Regions from separate parts of the Mus musculus genome. Here regions 1, 2 and 3 are each linked to region 4. A link is a contact called in public Hi-C and HiChIP or PLAC-seq data. All regions are on one chromosome and are shown on one strand. Each heading gives the region's core, a stretch centred on a gene start, on an enhancer-like site or on the middle of the called end of the contact. The rest is flanking DNA. Distances are from core to core; before and after follow the strand shown. Region 1 overlaps Gm40872 (a long non-coding RNA gene). Region 2 has its middle 42 kb from the start of Gm40872. Region 3 overlaps Gm9866 (predicted gene 9866). Region 4 has its middle 63 kb from the start of Cmpk2.

Region 1 (6,388 bases), core at 424-2,923, 650 kb before region 4:
TTGTGTATGTTTTTTGGTTTTTGGTTTTTTTTGACAAGGTTTTCCGTATAGCCCTGGCTTTCCTGGAACTTACTTTGTAGAACACATTGGTCTTATCCTAAACTTAGAGATCTGCCTGCCTTTTAATCTGTATCCTGAGTGGTAATATTAAAAGCACGCACCACCACTGTCTGGCTTCACATTATTTTTAAAAATAATATACAATAAACCTTGAATTTAATAAGCTGATTTTATGCTGTGAAAATGCAACAGTTCCCCTGAAAAACATACCCATGACCATGTAAAAATAATTGGCATATTTCCCCTGTGCACACAGCAGAACTGGGAGGTAAAATTGTGAACCAATGTCTCTACCTTCAGGTGAGCCAATTAAAGGTGCTATGTCATATTAACATAATAGAAAATATAGCCCATGGACTGATGGGGAAACCATGATTCTACTGTAGAAATTGTAATCTAAGCCTCATCCTTCAGATTCCCACTATTGACACTTGGAGCTGGTTATGGTCTGTAAAACTTAATTTTCCTATACGATGGACTGTACTTTAAGTGACAGCTGAGCTCAGGAGATATTTCTGGGTGTCAAAGGAGCTCAAGGAAGAAGGGTTAAGATGGGGTGCTACTGGTTAAAGAGGCCACAGGCCCTTATGAAGACTGGATTCATTCTGAATAGAAAGCCACCGTTCAAGGTTATTTAACTGCAGACCATGGATACAATGAAACATTCTTATTTCTGAGTCCAGTGACACTGATGAAGAAAATAGGAAGCTAATAATGTGTTGAATACCCTTCAGGACTATCATCCACTGTGTCCAATACCTGTGTATTCTCACAAGGCTTGTCCCTATGGATGGTGTCTGTAGAACACTGATCACACTCTCCCCGCTGAAAACACATCCACACATTGCTGCCCGATCATCATTGGCTTTGTAATTCTCTCCTGACATGGCTGCTGCCTTGTAATTTATCTGTGGGGCAAAAGGTAGAATTGTTGGTTTCTTTTTAATTTCTCTTTTCAATCCTACATATGGTTCTGTTTAAATGTGTCCATGTTTGCAACTCAAGGTTGACGTTTTTGGCACTCAGAATAGCATCTCGCAATTATGCTTAGTTTAGAGAGAAGGGTTTGCTTCACCAGCTCAAGTCAAATTTATTGGCTGCTGAGAGCCCTGCAGAATGTAGACGTCTGGTCTGGGGGAGCTCAATGGATTTCTGTTCTTGGTACATGCACCCACTTATGTGCTCATGTCCCACCCCCCAAACTCCCAGCCACTACATGAAAGTATCTGAGTGTTGTACAAGGCTAAAGCTTTTTGTGTTAATCTATCCCATATGGAGTAAGTATTAAACAGACAGCAAATTCAGTCAGAGCCTGGGGCAAGTGTGTATTTGTAATGTGGGACACTGTCAAGGGACTTTTGTAGCAAAAAATAAGGAGAGGGGGATGGATCAAGAGAAAAGAACATATGGAAAGTAGAAGAGAACTTTTCAGGCTACATGCAGCCTGAGAATAATTACGTGTGTAATGATTGTGAGCCTCTTGGTCCTCGTAGATATCTATGGACTCTGGAGGAAGCTGCTGGAGGAGGGGTGGTCCTCTGGCATCTGTGTGTCTACAAAAATCAGAGTTACTCCGTGTTGGGGTCTCACTCTAGAAATTAGACTGAACTAGAACGAGGATTTGGTGTGAATCAAGGGTGCTGAAACAGATCCTGGGCACATGGAGATTAATGAAACACAGAGGCTCTGCAAAGGAAACAGAAAGCACATGGTGAACCCTTTGTAATTTAAGCAAAAAGATTTGATCTTTTAGGTGTGGACTTCTGAGCAAATGAGAGGGACTCAGAGAGTCCTCAGTTGATCAAATATCTCGACAGGAAACGACCAATGCTCAAGCTATTTCACCATCTGTTACCGGTGGTGGAATTCTGAGACCAACACTCTATAGTGCAGCTACATGAAGCAAGCTGGGCACGGGGTGGAGGATGAGAGAGTGGAGGACAGGAGGAGGGTGGATGTGTGGGGATGAATCTGGAGAAAGGAGAGCTCATTATTCCAGAAGGAAGAAACTAGAAGATAAGGTTAAAACACCAGCTCTACTCATTGATGTCCGTTTTCCAAGAACGTGATGCTGATATTGCATTAGGTGCAACGTGGATTGTTCTCAACTGTGGACAAATTTCTCTGCTGCTCTCATCCCTTACCTGTCTTTATATATTTCTTATAGGTTCTTCCTGGTAGTGGAATCCTATTACATATTTATGTAGGGCTCTTGAATGGATGGAGCCCATGCAAAAGCTAGGAGGCTGTTTGTGAGGCAGGAGGCAAGCCCTGGCAGCTTTGAAAGGAGAGGGGATTGGGACTGAGTCATGCCTGATATCTTCGTCTCTGATATCATCACTTTACAAGAGATGTTTGTCATGAGTGCATCATGCAGAAACACAGACCATTCAGCTTGTGTGTTTCTTTCTGAAATGTCAGAACTTTCTGAATAACAATAAATCTCATAAGGTTTAGAGGTTTCAATAGCAACAATTTGTCATAAAGTACACTTACCTCAGTCAACTGCCTAAAGCAAATACAGTTTCCTATTTAATCTTCAATGCTAATATTAACCATTCTAATGCACAGCACACACTTAGTATATCCACATATCCATATGCATATGTACAGGTTACAGAATAAATACATGTCAAAGATGTTGGAACTGGGCTCAAGAGGGTTTGAAGCAGGCTAAAAGAGTCTATGTTGATATGATAAACCATGGCAGAAGGATATGGCTTCTAGAGCTGATGCTGGAGTTGTGGGGTCAGGTTTGAGAGTGAAAGTGCAGAATCTGGCTGAGAGGTAAAAGGTTAAATGGGGTCCTGATGGGTCAAGTCCAGGTCTAGATGGATGAAAGGACAGACAGCGAGGCAGTTGAGTAGGTTCTTTGTATACAGCAGGGGATGGAACTGAGTCTAGTCAATCCTTAGTCCCCCAATGCATATACCAAGTCTCAGACAATGCTTGGTGTTGTAAGGCACAACCATCACAATGATAGGTGCCTATCACTTAATGGGGTATAGGTGAGGACATTATATGTTTTCCTCAGTCTGATGTGTCCATAAGGTCCTAGGCCTGGCTTCCCTGATAAGATTTTAATAATCAATGCATCTCCATAGTTTCAATTCAACCCACTAACAGAAAGACTGACTCCATTTTTATTCCTAGGAGTATCATTAATCCGTCTTGTGGTGTCTGAAATATGGTACAGTTTCAGTGTCTGTCCAGGGCCTACAGTGCTGTCTCTCTCAAAATGGAGTTTGTATCTGCTTGTGAAATGAAATCTACTAGGGTAGAGTGTAGCCTGAAACATCATAGATACATTCAACATGGAGTAACTTGGAGAAGGCCATAGCTTGTTCTCAACAGTGTCTGAGCTCAAGAAACCTCTCCAAGCCAATGACCTGGGTGGCCTCCACCCTGTAACCTGGGGTGTGTGGAGGGGCCAACAGTCAGATGGCCTGCCCGCTACAGCAGTCAAACCTGTGTCTTTCTAGTTACACTGGTCTGTTCAACAAGTGCCAAGCACCCACTAGGTGCCAGGCACAAATGTCAAGTACTTACTTAGTGCCAACCACTGAGGGTGCAGATGCCTTCAGAGTCAGGCTATGGCTTACTTGCTCTGCAAGCATGAGGACCTGAGTTCAAATCCCTAATACTCATAGAAAAAAGCCAGAAATACAGCACTGGACAATGAACACTGTCAGACTCCAAGAGCTCATAGCTGGCCAGCTGAACAAAATTGTGAAGTTTAGACTCACTGAGAGGGCCTGTCTCAGGGCACTAAGGTAGTAGCAAGGGAAGTTACCCAATGTCTTGCACTCACCTCTACGAGAATATGTAGCAAACATATACATCCCCCCCTCTCACCCCCTCACAGGCACAAAAAAAAACTAAGCAAATTTATACATAAATAAATGAGTGAATGACAAAGCCAGTCATGGGGGTGCATGCTTATAATCTTAGAGCTGGAGAAGTAGAGACAGGCAGAGCTAGAGCTCCCTCACTAGCCTGCCTAGTCTTAGTGAGCTTCAGGCTAGACAGAGGCCCTGACTCAGTAAACAGTTGAAGTGCTTGAGGACTAACACTCAAGTTTGGCCTCTAGCTTCTACGTGCACAGATAGATGTGCACTCAAATGTGTGTGTGTGTGCGCATGCGTACACACACACACACACACACACACACCATGATATAAGAGAGAGAACTGAAGGAAAGGGACATACTACTTATGATAAAATAAAAGAATAAAACTTCACCTGGGTCTCCAGGCCGGGCTTCCTGCAGAAATGACAACAGACCCACAATCAGAACAGAATAAGCCTGAGGTGGATTGCAAGATCCTGGAGCCATGAGTCTAGTTGTAGCACTGGAGGCCAGTGAGTGGAAGAAGTACTGAGAGGGAGGGCTGGGGCGAAGTCTGGGCTGCTGAGGGGTTCATCCCCGCAGGAGTTGTGCTCTTGATCCTAAATGGAAAGGAGAGGCCACTGAAGGTTTTAAGCCGGAGGTTGACATAATTGGATTTGAACTTGAAAGGATCAATTCGCCATCCACTTTCCCAGATAAGACTAACCAGAAACAGTTTTTGGATCAATTGCAAGTTACCTAGACCTAGAACACGCCATTTCCAGCCTTCTTCCTGCACTTTTGCGGATCAATAGCTGGACCATTTTGTGCAGATGTAGTTGAGAGCCAGAGAGATGCTGGGCAAATGGGCTCTCTTACATTTTCTGTAGCAAAGTTTCTTTAGTTTTTCTGAAGAGTTGATTCAGTTGGGAAAAGCCAGGAGCAGCAGCAGTCAGGGTCCTTGTTTGGAGAAGTCCAATCAAATAATGTAATGGGAAGATTGATCACAGAGATTTGTCAGCCCAAGACGAGGGAAAGAAAATCGGATACAGTAGCACAACTCTGATGTGGACCCTACAATGAGCCACATTGAAAACTTAATTGCTTATGTTTGTTCCCCTTCGCACCACGTGTGTGCATGTGTGCATGTATATGCGCAAATGTGTGTGTGTGCATGTATGTGTGTGTGTATGTGTGTACATATGTGTGTGTGTGTGTGTGTGTGTGTGTGTGTGTTTAGGTAGAGGGCAGAGGTCAACCTCATTCCTCATCAGTCCTCAGGAGCTATCTGCCTCATCTTTTGAGATAGGGTCTTTTGTGAGATTGAAGATCACTCTTTTTAAAGCTAGGCTAGCTGGCCCAGCTTTTGTACATACTTGCTGGAGGTTAGACTCAGCACTTTACCAGCTTGTTTTGCCCCTCCCCCACCCTGTCCTGCTTTCAAACAATGTCAGCTGGCCATATTCTGTGCTGAGCTCTGGAGATTTGTTAATACAAAATAAGAAATGTAGGCTGACCTTCAGGCCATTGAGATCGTTCTTGTAGAAGATAGGATGCCGTCTTTGTGGGATGCTGGCTGTTTTAAACAAAGTCCTCGGATTTCCACAGCTGTGTCACTGTTTAATGCCACTATTTAATCCTGGAAATAGCTGTCAAAGCCTTCAGTAGCATCACCTTGACTTGATATGAGGAGATAATATAGCCCTTGATCTGAGATAGGGCAAAGGAGTGGTAGACCAGGTTCCCAGGCAGGTTTCTGGAGACTAAGGGGTGTATTCTGTCTTCTGTTATATGCTTCAAGCATCAGAGAGCCAAGAGATAAGTGTCTGAGAGGAGGTATGCATGCAGAATGACGGAAGGGGAGTGAGGGAGGCTAATAATAGCTTCCCTCAGGCTTCCTAGGGCTGTCTGGAGGATCACGTGTGTTAATGGACAAGAAAGCTTACTGAATAAATAGAAAGTATTGCTCTCATGTCTACATCAGCCAGGGTGGGTTCAGAGTAACAGTGAGAGTAACACAAACTTGGACTGTAACATTTTATTCCATTCATCTTCAAGGCTTTGCTGGCATCTTCTAAACCGGAAGGGAGGGTCAGGCAGCCAGCAACCTCACCCACTCTGAGTGAAAGGCAGACCCATCTGTCAGCTGTGCAGGGGACATTCCTGAGTGCTGTGTACTCCAAGGGTACACAAGGCTTAAAGGACCACTGTAGCCAGCAACTCCCAGGGAGAGCACCTCTCCTCTAGAATTCCCTATGTCCCATACCTGAAGTCTGAGCCCCCATACAACTATGGGCTATTGCAATTTCCTATTGCGATGTCAGTAAGTTAAACTACAGCCAAGACAGACCCAGCTAGAGTCTCTGCCTTGCAGTCTCAGGGTCATGGGGAGCATGGTTGGAAGAAGAGGTCTGTTTAAAATTACAGGGATTTTCCAGGCTGGCTGCTGGATTGTAAGCAGCTGTGTCTGGTAGCCAGGGAGTGACAGGAGGGCTCTGT
Region 2 (5,765 bases), core at 3,119-5,618, 720 kb before region 4:
ATTCACTCAGTATACATCTGGTTCAGCTGCCCTGAAGTTTCTGGTATGGCTGTCTGTGTATCCATGTGGGTGGCAGACAGGGCTAGTCCATGGATCATTTCTCATAGTGGCCAGCTTGGGGACTGAACACAGTCAAATGGTTGAGCAGATAAATAGGTGAACCTGCGAGTTTGCATGGCTGCTTTCCTCAAAGTGGGACATTTGATCTAATAGGATTCTGATACCTAACTATGTTGGGAGCAGAATAATGTTGTTAGCTAAGATAATATGACCCACTGCACTTTTTCTAATTAATGTATTTCTACATTAATTGATATATGTAAGTTGTTTCTTTTAAAAAAATCCATGTGATAAGCTTAATCCATGAAATAGTTGTAGTGAAGATAATTTTCAAAATAATAATCAGGACTCATATTTGGCCCCAAATACATATTCAAATGTATATATTTTAAGGGTAGAAATTCTTTATACAGATAGTTCTCATGGTGGACAGCATTTTGGCAATCAATGTCAGGACCTGCTGGGCATTATAAACAACTCAATCAGGCCATTTTACTGCTGGAAATCCATGCTAAGCATCTTCATTCCTGAAGACAGTTTATAAATAATTATCCATTGCTATCTTTTCTAGAACAGGAGAAATCTGAAACAATCTAAATGTATACCAATAGGGTATTAGCTAAGTAAATGATAGAACACATTTAGGTGGCCATTAAAGTAATACCTTCAATGTGTTTGTAAAAATAACATGGAAGAATATGTATTAAAATACGAATAAAAGAGTAGAAGGTGAAATCATAACATTCCTGTTAGGTGTCAATAATTCAAATAGCCACCCATGTTAATGGCCACTGCTTCCAGAGTGTGCAACATGCACGGGGTTAGAAATTTCTTCTTCGTGCTTTTCTTTATTTTTCCATCTTATTACACTGAGTGTTTTGTCAGGGGAACTATAATAGGCACTCGGAAATAAAGGCATAAATGAAGTGAAAAATTAAATGTTATATTCATTAAAAACGAATGCTGTAAAATGGGCATTGCCTTGGGAAACACAGCCTGTGAGCTTTGTGTGCACAGAGGGACCCCGTTGCTGTGGTTATATATATATATATGTGTGTGTGTGTGTGTGTGTATATATATATATATATATATATGTATCAGGTGCCATGATCTCTCCTCTGCAGGCAGTGACTAACTGATGGGGCTTGTGGATGAGGTGGACAAGAGCCATGGCACTTGTGAGATTCTAGCCATTGCTGGCCCACTCAACAGACACTGTGTCTTTTCCAGGGAGCTGTCTCTTCACTCTCAATTACCTGTCCGCTCAGCATGTCAGGCTTGGCAGCTGAGCTGAGCTCTGACGAGATGCGTGTTGGCAGGGGAAACTGAAGTGGACTGACAGCCTGCACTCAAACAGGTCACCTAGGAAGGGGCTCTAACAACACTCTCACTAGAGGAAATCCTCCTCTTCTCCCCTCCTCCTCCCTTTCCCCGATTCTTTTCGATTGCATGTACATGTGTCATGTACATGTGTACACTGGTTTGTATGAATTGCCTTTCTCAGTTACTTTACACCTTGATTTTTGAGACGGTCCCTCATTGAATCTGGAATCTACGGATTTAAGTATGCTGGTTGACCAGCAGGTCCCAGGAAGCCCTCCTCTCTTTTCCTCCCTACCTCCTCAGCTCTAGGTGAACATTGTCTAGCCCAGCTTTTTCTGTGGATGCTGAGATCTGAACCTAGATTATCAGGCTTTTGCACTAAGCACTTTACAGATTGAGCCTTCTTCCCATCCTTCCTTCCTTCCTTCTTCCTTTTAACTAAATATTTGTTGACATTTAAATTTTAGTTTCTACAGCGTATTGGATATTCATATCTAGAAAGCGCAATTAAACATTACTGAAAAGAATCTCAAGCCAGATGATGATATTTATATGATTTAATTTAAACTCAGATCATTTGTTTTGAAACCAAAGTGATGGGGATCAGGGACAAATTTTGAGAGTGTGCTGCTTGGGGGAATTTAACACAGCACTTGGAAATACATCATGTCATGTCTGGTTCCATAGCCAAGGAAGGCACAGCTAAGAAAGTGTCCAGCATCCGTGTCTCTTTAGGGAAGAAACAGCAACAGTTCTATGCAGCTGCGGTGATGCCATTTAGCAAGAGGTTTTTTTAAGTTATCTGGGTCTCGATTGGAGCAGAGAGCATCACTTCCTATAGGTTTAGTATCGTCTTGGGAGAATATGTTTTTCCACGGGATTTGGGGCTACCTCGCAGGAGAACTAAAACCTTAATATGATGTCAGTGCTTCACATGCCAGATACTTGAATCACATTTAGCACAGCCTTGTGAGGTCCCTGTCTGGCTAAGTGGTTTAAATTCAAAGGTGTAGCCCAGAAATGTTCTTCCCATTTTTTTGCAATCACAACATCTTACATGCTTGCAGTAAGTTTGACAGAGGTGAGCAGGAGACACAGAGATCCATCAAGGACTTTCCTTGTATCTGCAAGTCTTCTTTAAACAACCCAAAACTAACAACCAAATAAAACCAAGCCTTGTGTGTATGTCTGTGTGTGTGTGTGTGTGTGTGTGTGTGTGTGTGTGTGTACATTTGCATGTGGTAGTGCATGTTAGTATGTACACATGCTTTCTCATGTCTGGGGGGCTCACCTCACTGATTTACCTAAGCCAGAAGGCCAGCAAACCATAGGGGACTTCCTGTCTCCATCTCCTCAGCCCCAGGGTTACAGACATGTATGGCCATGCCCAACTTTAACTTAGATACTGCAATTTGAACTTAGATCCTTATATTTGCATGGCAAGAACCTTACCCAGTGATCCATCTCCCCAGGGCTTATTTCCCCACTTTTATAGACCAAGTCTGTGATTGAATTTTGACACGTTGAAACTGCATAGAAAATAAAGGAAACAAACAAATAGCAGCAGCAGCAGCAGCAGCAACAACAACAACAACAAAAACCCAAACAGTGAAACCTCTTGGCACTGAGCAACGTTCAATGAGAAAGATACAGGGAATGCTTAGGTTGGACTTATGTACATTTGTGTCAGGAAGACTCCCCAAACTTTATACAGCCATGGGACTCATGAGTGCTTCTGTGAGATCTTTTCTGAGTCTCCACATTATTTTCTGTTCAATAGGATCTTGCTCTGCAGCCTGTGGCTGCCCTGGAACTGCTATGTAGCTCAGGATGGTCTTGAACTTATGATCTGCCCCCCCACCCCCACCCCCGATGATGTGGGGCTATAGACAGCTCTGCCCCATCTTGGCTTGAGCTTGAGGGCTTCTTTAAGACTCTTTTGTCAAAGACATTTGGGAAATAGAGGTTGAGATCAGGAGTCAGAGCCTCCTGTATTTGAGAAAACTAAGATTTCTTTCCCAAAGCTGGCTTCCTGCTGACTGATGCCAGAAATGTTCATTGTACAGAATCATTTGTCACATTACCTTAGTTCTTCTATGAGTGTGTGTGTGCTCACGCATGTGCACGCGCATTCGAGCACTCATGCTTGCATGCATGTACATGTGTGCACAGCTATGTGTGGGGTGTGCATGTATATGAGTACACATGCCTGTGGAAGGCAGAGGTCAATTTTGGGTGTCATGGGTCTTAAACTTAAAATATATTTATTACCCAACAACCTTTCAAAACTGTTGCAGCTACCAGACACTTGATCGATAGTTCGATAGTTCTGTGGACTTTCTTACCTTCACCCCTTGCTATTCTTGGGGCACAACACTTTTCACTTCCTTGGTGTAGGATTCTTATCTGTAGGATTTTTATGGTTTTAATTGCTCACCCTGACTCTGGGTCCTCTGTTTTCTCCAAGATCTCTAGACTTGGTTGTTAGTCTCCACCTAGGTTTCCCACAACTTGCTCTTAAACTCCTAACTCTGGCCCTGCTTTGATTCTTAGCCTAGTTTCCAAAGTCTTCTCACTACGTCCTCATCTCAGGGGGCAGGGTATTCATTGTTTCAGTGGCTGTGGCCACATATCTTCTTACCTACAGATTCCCAAAGCAACTTGTTTTAGGACCTGGTGGACCTGATAGCTCAGGCAAGGTTGGAAACCACAGCAAAATGACAGCCACTTCTGACTTTCTCTAGCTGTGCCACTTTCCTAACAGGTCTCCTGGAAATTTACATCTTTATCTGGAATTGTCCCTTTGAGTCTAATGTGTCCCAAATGTCTTAGAGGCTACAGTGTAGTAGCACAGGGAAGCATCTCCAACGTCACTCCAGTTCCCTTCCTCGCACTTGTGAACAGCGCTGGCAATATGGTCTGAGTATTTCCATCATCTTTGCCCTCCTCTCCTAGGCTGTGATGAGGAAGAAAAAAGGAGATGGTGCTGTCCAGCTCATGGTTGCCTTGGCAACCAGCTGGTGGGGAGCTGGCTCTCTCTTCATTAACCTGCAGTCCATTTGCTGCTGATTTCCCTCCAAGTCCCTCCTGCTATTTCTGCCACTTAAAGAAACCCTCCCCCCCACAAAAAACCCTCCCCTATTTGTAAAGAAGAATAAAAATGACATTTTGTCAGGGCTTCAGTGTTTAAAATCCTAACAGATAATGTGTGGTTTCGATAGTGCTGCCAGCTCACAGGCTCCTCTCAGCAGTGTGCTTCCCTGGTCGCCATGGATTCCAAGGTTTCATAATTACACATTTTCTCCTTCTTTTATTCTTTCATCTCCTCCTTTCCCTCTTCATATTTCACACCAAAGATGTGCAGCTGCCTGGGTTGGGTGTGATCTCAGCCCTGATCTGGGGGGTGAGGAGGGAGTCGCAAGGGACCATGGGTGTCCAGATGTGTGACTGTGTAGACTCCCTCCGATGCACCCAACAAATGAGGACAAAACAGAATACATAAAAAGATGCTGGATAAATGGCGAGGCAGGACTTAGGTATACAAAATGGTTGTAATAAAACCCAGACATCGTTCCGGAAACCTGATATCCTTACAGTTGACAACAGGATATTCAGCATTTCAAAACCATTTCCACTTCAAAAGGCAGATTTCTGGGCCTTATTCTAATTACATTTCACCACTGCATACTGGGCATAGAGACAGACAATGACATTTATTTGATTGTATCTGTACACTGCCATGTACAACACATGAATCTGAAGCCCGGAGTTCCCGAGGACCTGCTGGAGATGCTGAGGTTGTCCAGAACCCAGACAAAGATGGGTGTGGCCTTATCTGTTGTTGAAAAGGGGTGAACATTTTAAAGGGCAGAAGGAAAGAGCTAATAATGTCTGCTGGCAGAGAGCTGAAGAGTTCTCACGGAGCTCAGTGTATCTGGTTGTTGGGCAGGGTCAGCGTTTCTCAGAGCCTGTGTCGGCTGTGTGTGGCCACAGCACTAAGAAGTCTCTTGTTAGGTCCTACTTGAAGCAGGTGTCTTTCTTTCAAATCTCAGCATTTAAGAGGCAGGAGCCCGCTATACCCTTTACTTTCCCTTCCACTGCTGGTCTGTAAAAAATAGCAAGTCTCTAAGCAGTGCTGTGGTCATAGTTGTTGTTGTCTGTTTGTTTTGTTTTTACAAAGGGAATCTTCTTTTTCTCCTCAAACTAGCCAGGCTCTACTGCTGTGTAATTTTTGTATAGTAGCAATATCTCTGTGACCCTGTCCCTGGCAGCCATTGGGAAGTTAGCACTGGACTACAGAAGTCAGGCAAAGCCCAGGACACTTCCAAATTTTACTTTTTTGTGTATGTTATTGAATTCATTCAAGTACATCTCAGTTCACT
Region 3 (5,920 bases), core at 614-3,113, 620 kb before region 4:
CATCTTGCTTTTCCAAACAGGGTTTCTCATTGACCAGGAGTTGCTCAACTACAGTCGGTTAGGCTTGCTGGACAGGGGGCCTCAGAGATCAGCCTGTTTCTGCCGAACAACACTTCTGAGATTATAGACACATTTCACTGTGCCTTGCTTGTATGTTCTGGCATATGGAATGCAGGTCTCCATGATTGCAAGGCAAGCATTTTCCTGACTGAGCCATCTCTCCCCAGCCCCGTACATTCTAATCCAAGCATCAAATGCGTCTCTTCTCTTCATTCACAGAGCGCATGAAGGGGTAAGTCACAAGCAGCACTGTCTGCCCCTAGAGTTGGATGCCTTTTGTCTGTATAAAGTTTGTCAAAATTACTTTTGGAGCACATTGTCCTATCTATGGGTCAGAGGCCAGCTGCCACTCTTAGCTTGTGTATGCTGCGCATGTGTATTTTGGATACACAGCGTGGCACAGAAGTGGCACGCGCAAGCAGCCACCCAGGCTAGGCAACTAATGCCCACTAGTGAGGTGAATCAGGCCTTGTGCACAGGTAGAGCCTCCTTATTGGCTGCTGACAGTTGTCACCATCACAGACAGGCCTGACTTTAATACTTATTCTAGACTCCCATGAGAGGCCAGAGAGCACTAAATTAAGCATGGAGTCTTCTAGTTGTCCCTAGTACTGTCTATGACAGCAATTCTGAGAGAGCCGCCGTTATTTATGATGCCAGCTTACTCTCACCACTAGGATATACCACCCTCTGAGAAATCTGTCTAATCCTCCAGGCAAGAAGTAGAACTGTTGCTTCAAAGAAGAAAAAAAAATTAGGGAGTGAAATAGTGTAATTCCTGCAAACGTGAGTCTCTGAGAGATGAGATGAGGCCTGATTTTCCTCAGGCCTCACCATGCATGCCCTGTTGTCTGACATCATGCCTGATATATATATATTCCCCACTGGTTCTTCCAAGGTGTCTTCTACTGTATATGCTTCTTTTCTGTTTGAGGATGGGACTCCTTATCTAACTGGAGAGACAAAATACTGGAACCCCAAAGGAAGCCAAACCAAAACGTGTTGTGTGCTTTGGGGAGGGTGAAGCATTTGTAGTGAGCTGAGCTAATCGTGACTGCTTTCTTCCTAAATGCCAGTCCTGAACACAAGGGATTCACTAGAAGCCAGCATACAAAGAGGAAAGCAGTGTCTGATGCCTGACCGCAGCTCAGTAGAAGAAACACATTCTTGTTGTGGTTCTAATTTTATGAAATTCTTTCTATCGGGATGAGTTACATCAGGCAGTACAGCTAAGCTGGCTTGGGAATCTGCTTGCCCAAGTGCTTATAGACTTAAACCTGCAGACTTCCTCAGCTGGTATTCCGTATATACAAATACAATAGTGGTGGGATTCTAAAGCCCAATTAAGTGGAAAAGGTCCCTCTGGAGGTAACAATAGGCCAGAGCCCAGCAGCAACAACAACAAAAAGCTACTTAGTTGGCCTCCTTTGTTAAAAAAGAATCCTTAAAGAAAGCCCCCCTCGGAATCTCCTGAATGGGGACTGAACCAACCTCCTATCCTAGGCGTCACACACAGGGTTAATTGAATACTCGGAGTGGGGGTGGGTCCTTCTTTTGTGGCAGTAGCTGGTCACAAAACAAAACCCAGTCCCTGGGTCTTGAAGGGGTTTCTAGCTCACACCCCTTTTGGAAATTAAGCCTTAGAGTTCCGCCTTCCAGGCCAGCCTAGAGCCCTGCCGAGAGACCTCAATCTTTCCAACATACAGAAATTACTGGAAAAGGGGGAATGTAGCATTTCAAGTTGCCAGCTGAATGCAGACTCCCCAGCAGTCAGCTTTGCCCCCTCTTTGTCCCTGGTACACTGGGTGTGCAGCTGGCTCCTGTGGCAGAGTGGGTGGAGGATGGGGGCCTGTCAGTTCTGTAGCCTCGGTCACCCCACCCCCCACTCCCTCCCCATCCCCCCCACAGTAAGCTGTGCGGGGGTAATTAAACCTCCGTGGCCTGGAAAGTTTAGAGGACACCAAAGCCTGCCATTTCCCGAGCCTCCTCTCCAGCCTGGCTTTAGTTACATTGTGTCTTTCCAGGTAAACAAGCTTGGGAAAGGTCACAGGTGAGAACTGAATGAGCGCCTGGCTTGTGTGAAAAGTTTGGTTAATTAAATAATCACAAAAGCAACTGATTGTAGAAAAAAAAAATTAAAGCAATTAATTGTAACCAAAAATCGAGGACTAGCTTTCTTTTCACTGGCCAGTTTTCTGGCTATCTTATTAAACAGGATATTTTGAGGGGATACTAAATGTTGGAGGAAGTGTTAAAATTATTTACTTTTTTTTTTTTTTTTTTAACAGCACACAGGCAGGGATTGTGGAAAGCAGGAAATCTTGTAACAGCTGTGATAATGGGTGCCATATTTTCTCAGGAAAAGTGTTCCATTATTTTGGAACTGTCTCTCTCTCTCTCTCTTTCTCCTTTCATGCCAATATACAATATATTGTGATTATATTCACCTCCCTTAACCACCCACTTCCTTTTCTGTCTGAGCCCCTCCTTAACTTGTCTCCCATTGGCAACACCTTTGAAGACATAGCTCCTTGGGAAGGAATAGGGCTTTGGGGACACCCCTCTGTCCATGATGGGTCTTGAGAGGGCTCCATCTTGTGTTCATGGCCACCATCCTGGCTTTCTTCTCAGTTGTTGTAATAAAGACCATAACTGAAAGCATCTTGGGAAGGAGAGGGTTGATTACGACGCTTATGTCACAGTCACAGTCCATCATTGAGGGAAGTCAAGGTAGAAAGCACAGAGAAAAGCTGTTTACTGACTTGCTGCCTAAGCTTGAAAATCAGCTACCTTTCTTATAGCTCCCAGGACCGCCTAACTAGGAGCAGTAGCAGGGCCCAGAGTGGGCTAGAATTTCCCATATCAATCAATCAAGAAGGTGCCACACAGATTTGGCTATAGGGCAATCTGATGTCAGTGATCCCTCCTCCCAGATGACTCGAGTTGGATTGAGAACACTAACCATCACAGTCTCTGTTGTCCTGTGTCCAACCTGGATGGCAGTCTCCCTTTCCCAGCCTCCCTTTCTTCCCTCATTTCTCCCCTCCTTCTTTTATGGTTTCTGGGTCTAAAGAAGAGGGGCGATATAGGGGTCCTATATAGGATGAAGGCTCAGCAATCATTCTTTTTCTCAGCCCTTAGACCAGACAGATATGCACCTTTGTTTTTAAAAGCCCACACTCTGCAGAAAGAAGTTTCTCTGGCCTAGAATGAGAGTGCCATTAGTCTGTGGGTTATAAATATCAATATTTAGAAGAAAGTTTGACAATATGGCCACCTAGGGAAATATGACTGATATGCCCCATACTTGGGACCATTATGTCCCTTGCCACAGGCTTTGACCAGATCCAGGCCTCCTTCTATAGAAGAGGTTTGTATTTAGCTTCTTGAGTGCTCAATGAGTCCTCCGTGATAGGAACAGACACAGGTTGTGGAGAGAGAGAGTTGTGTTATGCATGCTCAGGCTGGCATCTAAGTTCTTTCTTAAACACACTTTCTCCACTTCTACAAGTGAGTGGGAGTCCAGTATCACATGTTTGGAAATGAGAGTCAGTTCTGAGGGAGCTCCCACACCTGCTGTCTTCTTTAGGGATAACATACTTCCAGGAGCCATGTTCACAAGGTGGTTTATATGCAGACTGTCAAAATGTTCCTCTTTCTCAGGACTCTGGTTGGAAGTCTGGAGTGGATAGGACAGTGTCACCATGTAAAGTCTCTGGATTCCAGGGTGGTTCACTATAGGTCTGGGGGGAACAAGGCAGAAGTCATATAAAATGTCCTAAGGTGCCTGAAGTTGCCACACAAGGCACTTTGGAAGGGAACAGGAGTTCAGGGACTATGGTTTGGCTTCCCACGTGGTTGCTGGTGCGTTGTAAGGGTGGGACTTTTCGTGTTAATTGACCTAATGTAGAAACTCTCAGATGTGTCTAGATATTTGACTCCTAGGTGACTGTAGATCCTGTCACATTGATAGTCACAACATATGGCTTCTGTTGGATAATAACCACCATAATGTTCACAAGGGCAGCACAGAGCTGGGAGATCCAATCCCAGCACAGTTGCACTGGGAGACACAGCCCCATGCTTCTGAGCACTTGGGTTTCCCTGATGACTAGGTGACTCATCCCTGTGAAACTACCCTTCCTTGATGGCAATTTGTGTTGAGTCCTGTGTTGATCACTCCATGTTGGGGAGATAGGAAGACATGGGGAAGGATGATGGTGATCTTTGGGGTGCATGTGGCATATTCAGCAGATGGTGTAGACTGGTTTGTAAGTAGTAAGAACTGTTTGGGTGTCTATGGCCATACCGTACATGCAGTAAGAGAAGTACCTGCAGGTGGTAGGCTGTGAATGGAGCCAAGTCCTCCTTCCCCTTTCCTCCTCTTCTTTCTCCTTTACCTCCTCTCCCTCTTCCCTCCTCCTGTTCTTCCTTCCTCCTCTTCTTCCTCCTTCCTTTTAAGGAACATGTATAATGTGGAGTAAACAGGAAGAAAAACCTTCCTCAGGTATTAGGGTACAGGATCCTGTAGGAGGAGGGTGGGCCACCTATTCTTTAAAGTTGGGAAAGCCCCACCAGGTGGCTGTGACACACTTTGCTGTCCATTTGATACCTTCTCTTTTACTGTTCAAGGGTGTCTATTTTTGTATGGTTCTATCCTGATGACCCCACCCAAGAGTGACACATTTTTAAACTGATTCTTCCTTTCGTCTCTGCATTTTATCCTTTTCTTTTTGGTCCCTGAATGGCTTCATTTGCTGTGGTGGCTGCTGTAGTAGGAGGCCACTCACACCAGGGACCCTGAAAAGGCTCCTCCTGTGTGGAAGCTGATGCTGAGACTTTTAACTTTGACCCTTGCTAAATGCCTTTGGTGCCAAGAGGAGTCAGAGCTGTTTTGTGGGATCAGTGGACACCCAGACTTGAAAAGACCCCAGAGTCCACACTGCTGTTTTGGGGAAATAACTTTTTGCCTCTTTGACATGTGAGAGAGCTGATTCTGCCATCATCTCCATCTCCTCTCTGCCCACATCTCAGGATGGGCCACCACCATGACCTGTTATGACACCTTTCACCTAACACTGTTTCCAGAGGCCATACTTGGGAGAAAAAGACCAGGGTCCAGGGCCTGTCCTACAAGTTGCTTGGAGGAACAGAAAAACATTCAGGCTAACATGTTTCTTCCATCTGGGTAAGATTTTTTTTTTTAAGATGGAGAGAAATTTTGTCTTTCAGTCATAAATAAAGCAAATTGTTCTTCATGGTGTTTGGTGAGAAACAATTGCAATCAGGGGTTACTCTGTGCCTGGATCATCTAGGCCAGTTTAAAGAGATGGCAAGTTGAAGCACAGGGCTGGGATCTACAGAGTAATGTTGGCCAAGACTTCAATTTTAAGTACCGAGGTAGTGGAGTGAGTTTGCACACTTGTAGAACAACATGGATCTCTGAGAGTTGTCTCACTGGTAGCTGTTCTCACTGTGATGGGTGTGATGGCACATACCTGTAAAATTCTAGCACTCAGAGGCTGGAGGGAAGAGGGGGCAGCCAGAGGAGAAATTTAAGGTCATCCTTGTAGGTATAATGAATTCCAGGGTAGCCTGTGTGTTATAAGACACTGTTTCAAGAAACAAAAATAATAACAAAAATGTTCTTTGGGGGTTTAGCAAAGAGACATCATGTGTAGGGAAACATGGCTGTCAGATATATATCCAAATGCCTTTAACTAAGCTTGTATCTACAAGCCAGACTTGATTACTGCTAGACAAATACTAATAATAATGTGACCATTTCTTTGAGGTCTAGTTTATTGTGGTGTTTCTCATAACATTGCTGTTGGTGAGTTTTTTTTTTTAAATTGTTGCT
Region 4 (5,830 bases), core at 616-3,115:
CCGGCCCATCCCCTGCAGACTTGATGCTGCTCACCTAGAGAAACCATCCTGCCTCAGGAAGTGTGGGAATGAGGAGACATGACTCACTGAGCCAATTAAAGTGGGAAATCCCCATTACTGATCAGGATCTGCCTGCTTGTTTCAATTAGGAGCAGCAGTGTCCCCCCTTTCCTTCCTAAGCAGAGGGTCCCGGGGCTGTGAGGAGATGGGTCTGGACTCCTTCGAGGGAAAATGTAAGAGTGCACAACTGGAGTCAGAAGTCTCACACTGGCTGGCCAGAGCTGGTGGAGGTCAGAGCTGCACAGAAATGTTTGAAGAATGCCCGTCAGGAGAAGATAAATGCTTCCTGCTTGCTGGGTGTGCTCTCCCTTTAACTCTTCTCAGTCCCATCTCTGTGAGACCCTGCAGCCCCTTGCAGCTGTGACCTCTCTAAACTGCCAGCCTCAGATGACTGACACTTCATCAATTTTGCCTGAACTGCATTTACAAGCCAGTCTCGGGAGGATTGGCCAAGTGCACCAAGCATGGGGGCATTTCCCTACCGGAGCCAGATTGCTGCAGAATGAGGGGGCTCTTCCCACCTTCTCCCAGTGGCCCGGGCAAACAGCCTAGGGGCCTCCCCGCCAAAGGGAATGAACGGACCTCTGATTATTCCTTGTAAATTTTTCATGAGGACATCTGCCCATGCTCCTCTCCCTCTGAGTACCTCTCTCTCTCAGTCTCTCTCTCCTCACCACCTCCCTCTCTGTGTTCTCTCTTCTCTCCTTCTCACTCTCTCCTCCCCCTCCTCTCTCTCCTCTATCACTCTCCCCACCCCCACTCAGGTTTCATCTCACCTCTAACCCTTTCTCCTCTCCTTCCTTCCTCTCCCTCCTGTTTTTCTCTCTCTCTCCTCCCCTCCTCCCTCCCCTCCCCTCCTCTCCTCCCTCCTCTCTTTTTTATGTCTCCCCGTTCCTACCTCCCCTTCCTTTTCTCTCGCCTCCCCCTTCTCCTCCCTCTTTTCCCTCCCTCCCTCCCCCTCTCCCTGTGTTCAGACTCCTGACAACTCATGAAAAACGAGAGTCATTGGGCCTCAGCCGCCATTAGTCAAGACATGCCTGATGTGTGAACGTGGACCTCAGGCTGAGAGGGGCCAGGCTGCAGGGACTGGTCCTAGAGACAAAAGACCAAGCCGGATGGATATTATAGATAGGTAGGCAACAAAGCCTTCTGGACCGGTAGGGTTGGTTCTGCAGACAAGGGGCTCTGTGCTTGTACATCAGTGTGGCCCAGGCTTTCCCCGATGAACACTCTTGTCTCCCTGGCTCCTTGATGTGGCTCCCTGATCGAGGGCAGAGTCCAAATCCAAACAGAGAGATTGGAGATACACACACACACACACACACACACACACACACACATATGGTGTCGAATGCGCCTTAAATATCAAAATATATTAACTCTCATGTAAGGAGTACAGGGGTGGGGAATAAGCCTCAAAATCCTTTTTTCTGTACAGTTCAAACTAAGGACCTACAGCTCTTTCTCATTACTGCGCCCAATCATGCCGATGTCCTTTTTGTGCCCCCTTTGAAGTGACATGTGCTTCAATTTATTTTTAATCTTCTAAGTGACGTCGGGACTGCAGCCTGTGCACACGTGAAGTCTCTGCCCTTCTTGGCTGTTGTCTAAAGCAGTTTGGGCCACAACAAATCAGGCACTCAGTCCAGAGAGAGCCCAGGAACGATCTGAGGCCGGGGAGATGCGCAAAAGTGCTGCGCAGAGGAGGCAAAGTCATTAATAAACCCTTCACCATACACACCTTCCCTACCTTTGTGTAGGTCCTGGCCCTGGTCCTTGGGGACCCGCCATGGAGACACTCTGTGGAGCAACAGTGCCACCCAGTGGACAGTACTGGCAAATGACTGTCCCTTCTCTCTGCAGTCTCCCTGGGCCCTAATATCACATCTTTAAGCAGTTTTCTACATGAAAGGAGGCCTGCAACTGATTCAAAGCCACCTTGCCTTGGAAACCTGAGCATGCCCATAAAAGGCAGTGTGCACAGAACATTGAGGAATGTTTTTCGTTATGTTGGGGGTCTACCCCCAGCAGCTACTCTGGGGGGGGGGAGGGTAAGGGGGGATGTCAAAGGAAAATAAAATTAAATATACTTTTAAATCATACTTAATTTACTAATCAGTTCAAATAAATATGTGTATATACAAATGTGTGTGTGCGTGTGTGTGTGTGTGTGTGTGTGTGTGTGTGTGTGTGATGTTTGTCCAGTTACAGTCTCAGTGTTTAGTTGAAACATAAATTACATTAGCCCAAGCTCTTGTAACCCTCAGTATTGAGGGAAAATGGCTGAAATATCATCATATTTGGAGTTAGGCAGTGAGGTCAAAGTCTTGCCTGTACATAGATCTCACTCACCTGATAACCTGGACGGTTTCCATTTCCCATCTGCAGTCTTCAGTCACCCAGAAGGAGGCTGACGTGACAGCCAACGGTGACTTGCCCTATGCCTGGCTAGGTTCTGACTCTGCCTATGATCTTGAAACCTTCCCTCCCCTCTCTCCTTGGGTATTCCCTTTTGTCTTCAAGCAGAATCCAGCCCTTCACCCCCTCCTGGAGCCTTTTCTCCTCACGCCTCATGAATGTTGGTGAGGTGAGCACATTACATGGGCTTAAAAACTCCTAGTGAATCCACTGGTTTCCAAACTCACATGCATCCCGGATTGGGAGGCAGAAAGCGTCCTACAGATAGGGAATCCAGCCAAGGCCTGCCTCTTTCTGAGTCATCTGCAGTACAGAGTGGACTTCTCATACATAAACAAAAAGGATGGTTAATGCTTATTTTAACCAGTCTGTTACTTGAAGCCTTTAAATACTGCCCTACGGCATCTTGTAGAAAACATCGTTTGGTGCAGACTTTAAATAACTTAATATAAAATCATCGTGAGGGGAGGAGCTGAAAATCATCAACTCTGTGAAAGAATGTGAAATATGACCTAAAGTACATTAGATCCAGATCATTAAAGTCATCAAGTCATCGTCTTTCTCGTCCCCACCCACTGCAATGACTGACTTTGCTTACTGCCGTCACACGCCCTGCAAGGCTCTCAGTTGAGGAACTGACTCCATCAGATGGTCTATAAGGCAAGTCTGTGGGGGCATTTTATTGATTGATGTAGAAGGGCCCAGATCACTATGAATGACACGGACCCTGGGAAGGTGGTCCTGTGGTACAGAGAAAAGGAAGCTAGGCAGAGGGAGAGTGGGCCAGCAAACAGTGCTTCCCCTGCCTCTCAGTTCCTGCCTTGAGTTTCCAGCTTGGCTTCCTCAATCGTGGACTTTGGTCCACGACCTTTGGTCATGGAGCTTGTCACAGCCACAGAATAGCAAACTCGAACAAATGGAAAGGAGCAGCCTGCCCATGTCTTGTCCTCTAGGTTTTTGGGGCTTTATATTCTGAGATTGAGAGCATCACACTGGCTGTGATGTGCCACCTTGTGCCATTTTGATGCTGAAGAAGTTCTGAGAGAAACTGTGGACTTCTGAAGGGATCAGGCCCTTGTCCTGGCTAGTTTTAGGTCAGCTTGACACAAACTAGAATCATCTAAAAAAGAGAAACTCAATTGAGAAAGCACTTCCATAAAATTCAGCTGTAGGACATTTTCTTAGTTGCTGATTGATGGGAGAGGACCCAGCCCATTGTGGGTGGGGCAGCACGTGGCATGCTGGTCCTGGGCTCTATAAGAACGGAGTCTGAGCCATCCATAAGGAGCAAGTCAGTAAGCAGTGTCCCTGCTGTAGCCTCTGCATTAGCTCCTGCCTGCAGGTTCTTGCCTATTTGAGTTCCTGTCCTAGACTTCCTGTAGACGTGGACTATGGATACGGAATCATAAGCCAAATAAACCGGTTTCTTCCTAGCTTGCTTTGTTTCATCATAGTAACAGCAACTCAAACTACAACATAAGTTGGTACTAGATGTGGCATATTGCTGCGACATACCTAATTCTGTTGTTTTGTGGGAGGATCATGGATGGAGTTTGGAACTCTAGGTTAAAAAGTTTGGTGAACTCTTCTGTGGGAGCTTGGGAGATAAGAATTGAAAACAGTGTGAAGAGGTCAGCTCAGGGCCTTTGGAAAATCCCACCAGACCCCTCCCCTCCTGGAAGAGAAAGGTCATGGAGCACTTAGGCACCCCTCCTCTCTGGAAAAGAGGCTTAATTACATTTATCATACCATGTGGGGACTTGGGGGGAACCGACCACCAGCCACCTGAGTGTGGGGGAGGCTCAGAGCACTTAGACACATTCCGTGACCATTGGCCACCTACAGACAAGGGAAGTCCTTGCCACCTCATTTCCTAAAGATCAATCAGTTTAAAAGTCACTGTTCTGCCAATCACATTGTGTCTAATGGCTGCTGCTCTGAAAACTATACAAAAATTTGTCAAACATGCTGCACAGGGTTGTTCAATCTCGTTTGTGTGTAGGGCAACTCCAGCATGCTGGAACAATAAAATTCCTCTTGCTTTTGCATCGATCCCTGACTCCACATTGTTCACTCAGGGCGTCTCTGGTAAGTTAAGGCTCACCAGAGTCTTACAGTGCCTTAGTTTCTGAAGTTCCAGAGGGAAGTTCTGTGAGTCACTGAAAAACTCTATCGGGGCCATTTGGTATTTTGAGTTGAGAATCTGTGGTTTTTGGTTAGCTGGGGCTGAAGAGTCAGCTCTGATTAACAATCAGTCAGAGGCACTCATGTAAAACCTTTGCTTTGCTCAGACGATTGATGCCGGTCAACTGGAGTTTAGAAATGAACAAGAGACCCGCATCACTGATCTGGACACTTCTGGGAAGTGTCTCCATAGAGTCAGCACACAAAAGCTGTGTTCCAGAAGCAGCCAAGGTTGTACCTCACACAGGCAAGTGAACTTAGTAGTGTAAGAGTCACCTACGGGGTACTGGTTTCAAGGCATGGAATGGGCATGGAGAGCAGATGAGGATTAGCACTGTAAGTGGCCAGGATAGGCCATTGGTGAAGCTGCAGCCTCAATAGCAGTGGAAACCCCAGGACTGAATGGGTCATGGAAAGAAGTTGAGGCTTGTCACCATAAAGAGAGTCTAGGAAAGGCTCCTGATGAAAGTACAGCCCAGTTGCAACAGCGGCCCTAGCTTTTGGAAGATGCCAGTACCATGGGATGGTCACCAAGAACAGCAGCAGTGATAGAATGTAGGCTGCCAGAGCCTGAAAGACAAGCTATGTGTGCTACAGATGCCTGAGCTTGCAGAGTGACCCAAGTCCTTTGGGAGAGCCTCAAAAATTGTAAGCCAACCCTGGATATTGAACAGTGAGCTATTTACACTGTTCAGTTTTGCTTCAGTTTGATCTTATTGACTGTGCCCTGGTTCCTGCCCCTTAAAATAAGAAAGTATTTCAGTTACTTTTTATTTTATAGGAGCCAACAGTTGAAAGATACTGGATTTTAAAGGATTTGCTATTTTAAAAGACACGGAGATTTTAGTTATTTGAATTTATAAAGGCTGTGAGACTTTTAAGTTTATAAAATGTTTTATATTGTGATGCCTTTACTAATGTGCGATCTTGGGAATGAACAAGGGAGGAAATGTTGTATTAACGGGGATGGTTGAAGTCCACAAGGGGTCATTTGTGCTGGGTAGCCTTATGTTAAGGTAACACAAGTTAAAGCCATGGGAGAGGACTGAGCCTCAGTAGAGAAAACGCCTTCAAAAGGTGGGGCTGTTGCCTCTTGCTGACTGGAGGACTCAGAAGAGCAGGACTGCACCTTGCCTGGGCAACACAATAGAACTGGCCCTGCTACCAT

What was found. A called contact is a pair of places that touch in the nucleus more often than the background predicts. HiChIP or PLAC-seq counts read pairs in DNA pulled down with a chosen protein or histone mark.
Region 1: a contact with region 4 is called in a Hi-C map of cranial neural crest, with 5 times the contacts expected there. The contact joins two enhancer-like sites. A contact is called at or near these places in 3 of 484 Hi-C or Micro-C datasets (cranial neural crest, embryonic fibroblasts and myocytes) and 2 of 115 datasets of contacts at active chromatin or transcription factors (differentiating embryonic stem cells and embryonic basal ganglia).
Region 2: a contact with region 4 is called in a Hi-C map of cortical neurons, with 2.4 times the contacts expected there. The contact joins two enhancer-like sites. A contact is called at or near these places in 2 of 484 Hi-C or Micro-C datasets (cortical neurons and embryonic stem cells) and 3 of 115 datasets of contacts at active chromatin or transcription factors (astrocytes, embryonic basal ganglia and embryonic forebrain).
Region 3: a contact with region 4 is called in an H3K4me3 HiChIP or PLAC-seq map of embryonic forebrain, with 5 times the contacts expected there. The contact joins two enhancer-like sites. A contact is called at or near these places in 2 of 39 promoter capture datasets (cranial neural crest and hippocampal neurons), 6 of 484 Hi-C or Micro-C datasets (cerebral cortex, embryonic fibroblasts, embryonic stem cells and 2 more) and 7 of 115 datasets of contacts at active chromatin or transcription factors (SST interneurons, differentiating embryonic stem cells, embryonic basal ganglia and 4 more).

Annotation. Positions count from the first base shown.
Region 1 is chr12:27,182,561-27,188,948 of GRCm38.p6, reverse strand. The region is part of intron 1 of Gm40872 (a long non-coding RNA gene); the gene reads left to right. Among named protein-coding and RNA genes, the nearest start is that of Gm40872, 22 kb to the left of the region's middle. Within about 2 kb of position 1,673, at least 18 of the 459 cell types and tissues checked have an H3K27ac peak or open chromatin away from gene starts, as enhancers often do.
Region 2 is chr12:27,247,299-27,253,063 of GRCm38.p6, reverse strand. No RefSeq gene overlaps it. Among named protein-coding and RNA genes, the nearest start is that of Gm40872, 42 kb to the right of the region's middle. Within about 2 kb of position 4,368, at least 40 of the 459 cell types and tissues checked have an H3K27ac peak or open chromatin away from gene starts, as enhancers often do. A contact at or near this core is called in cortical neurons and embryonic forebrain, where this site is marked.
Region 3 is chr12:27,146,969-27,152,888 of GRCm38.p6, reverse strand. All of the region lies in intron 1 of Gm9866 (predicted gene 9866), which reads left to right. Among named protein-coding and RNA genes, the nearest start is that of Gm9866, 11 kb to the left of the region's middle. Within about 2 kb of position 1,863, at least 58 of the 459 cell types and tissues checked have an H3K27ac peak or open chromatin away from gene starts, as enhancers often do. A contact at or near this core is called in embryonic forebrain and ganglionic eminence, where this site is marked.
Region 4 is chr12:26,529,191-26,535,020 of GRCm38.p6, reverse strand. No RefSeq gene overlaps it. Among named protein-coding and RNA genes, the nearest start is that of Cmpk2, 63 kb to the right of the region's middle. Within about 2 kb of position 1,865, at least 45 of the 459 cell types and tissues checked have an H3K27ac peak or open chromatin away from gene starts, as enhancers often do. A contact at or near this core is called in cortical neurons, embryonic forebrain and ganglionic eminence, where this site is marked.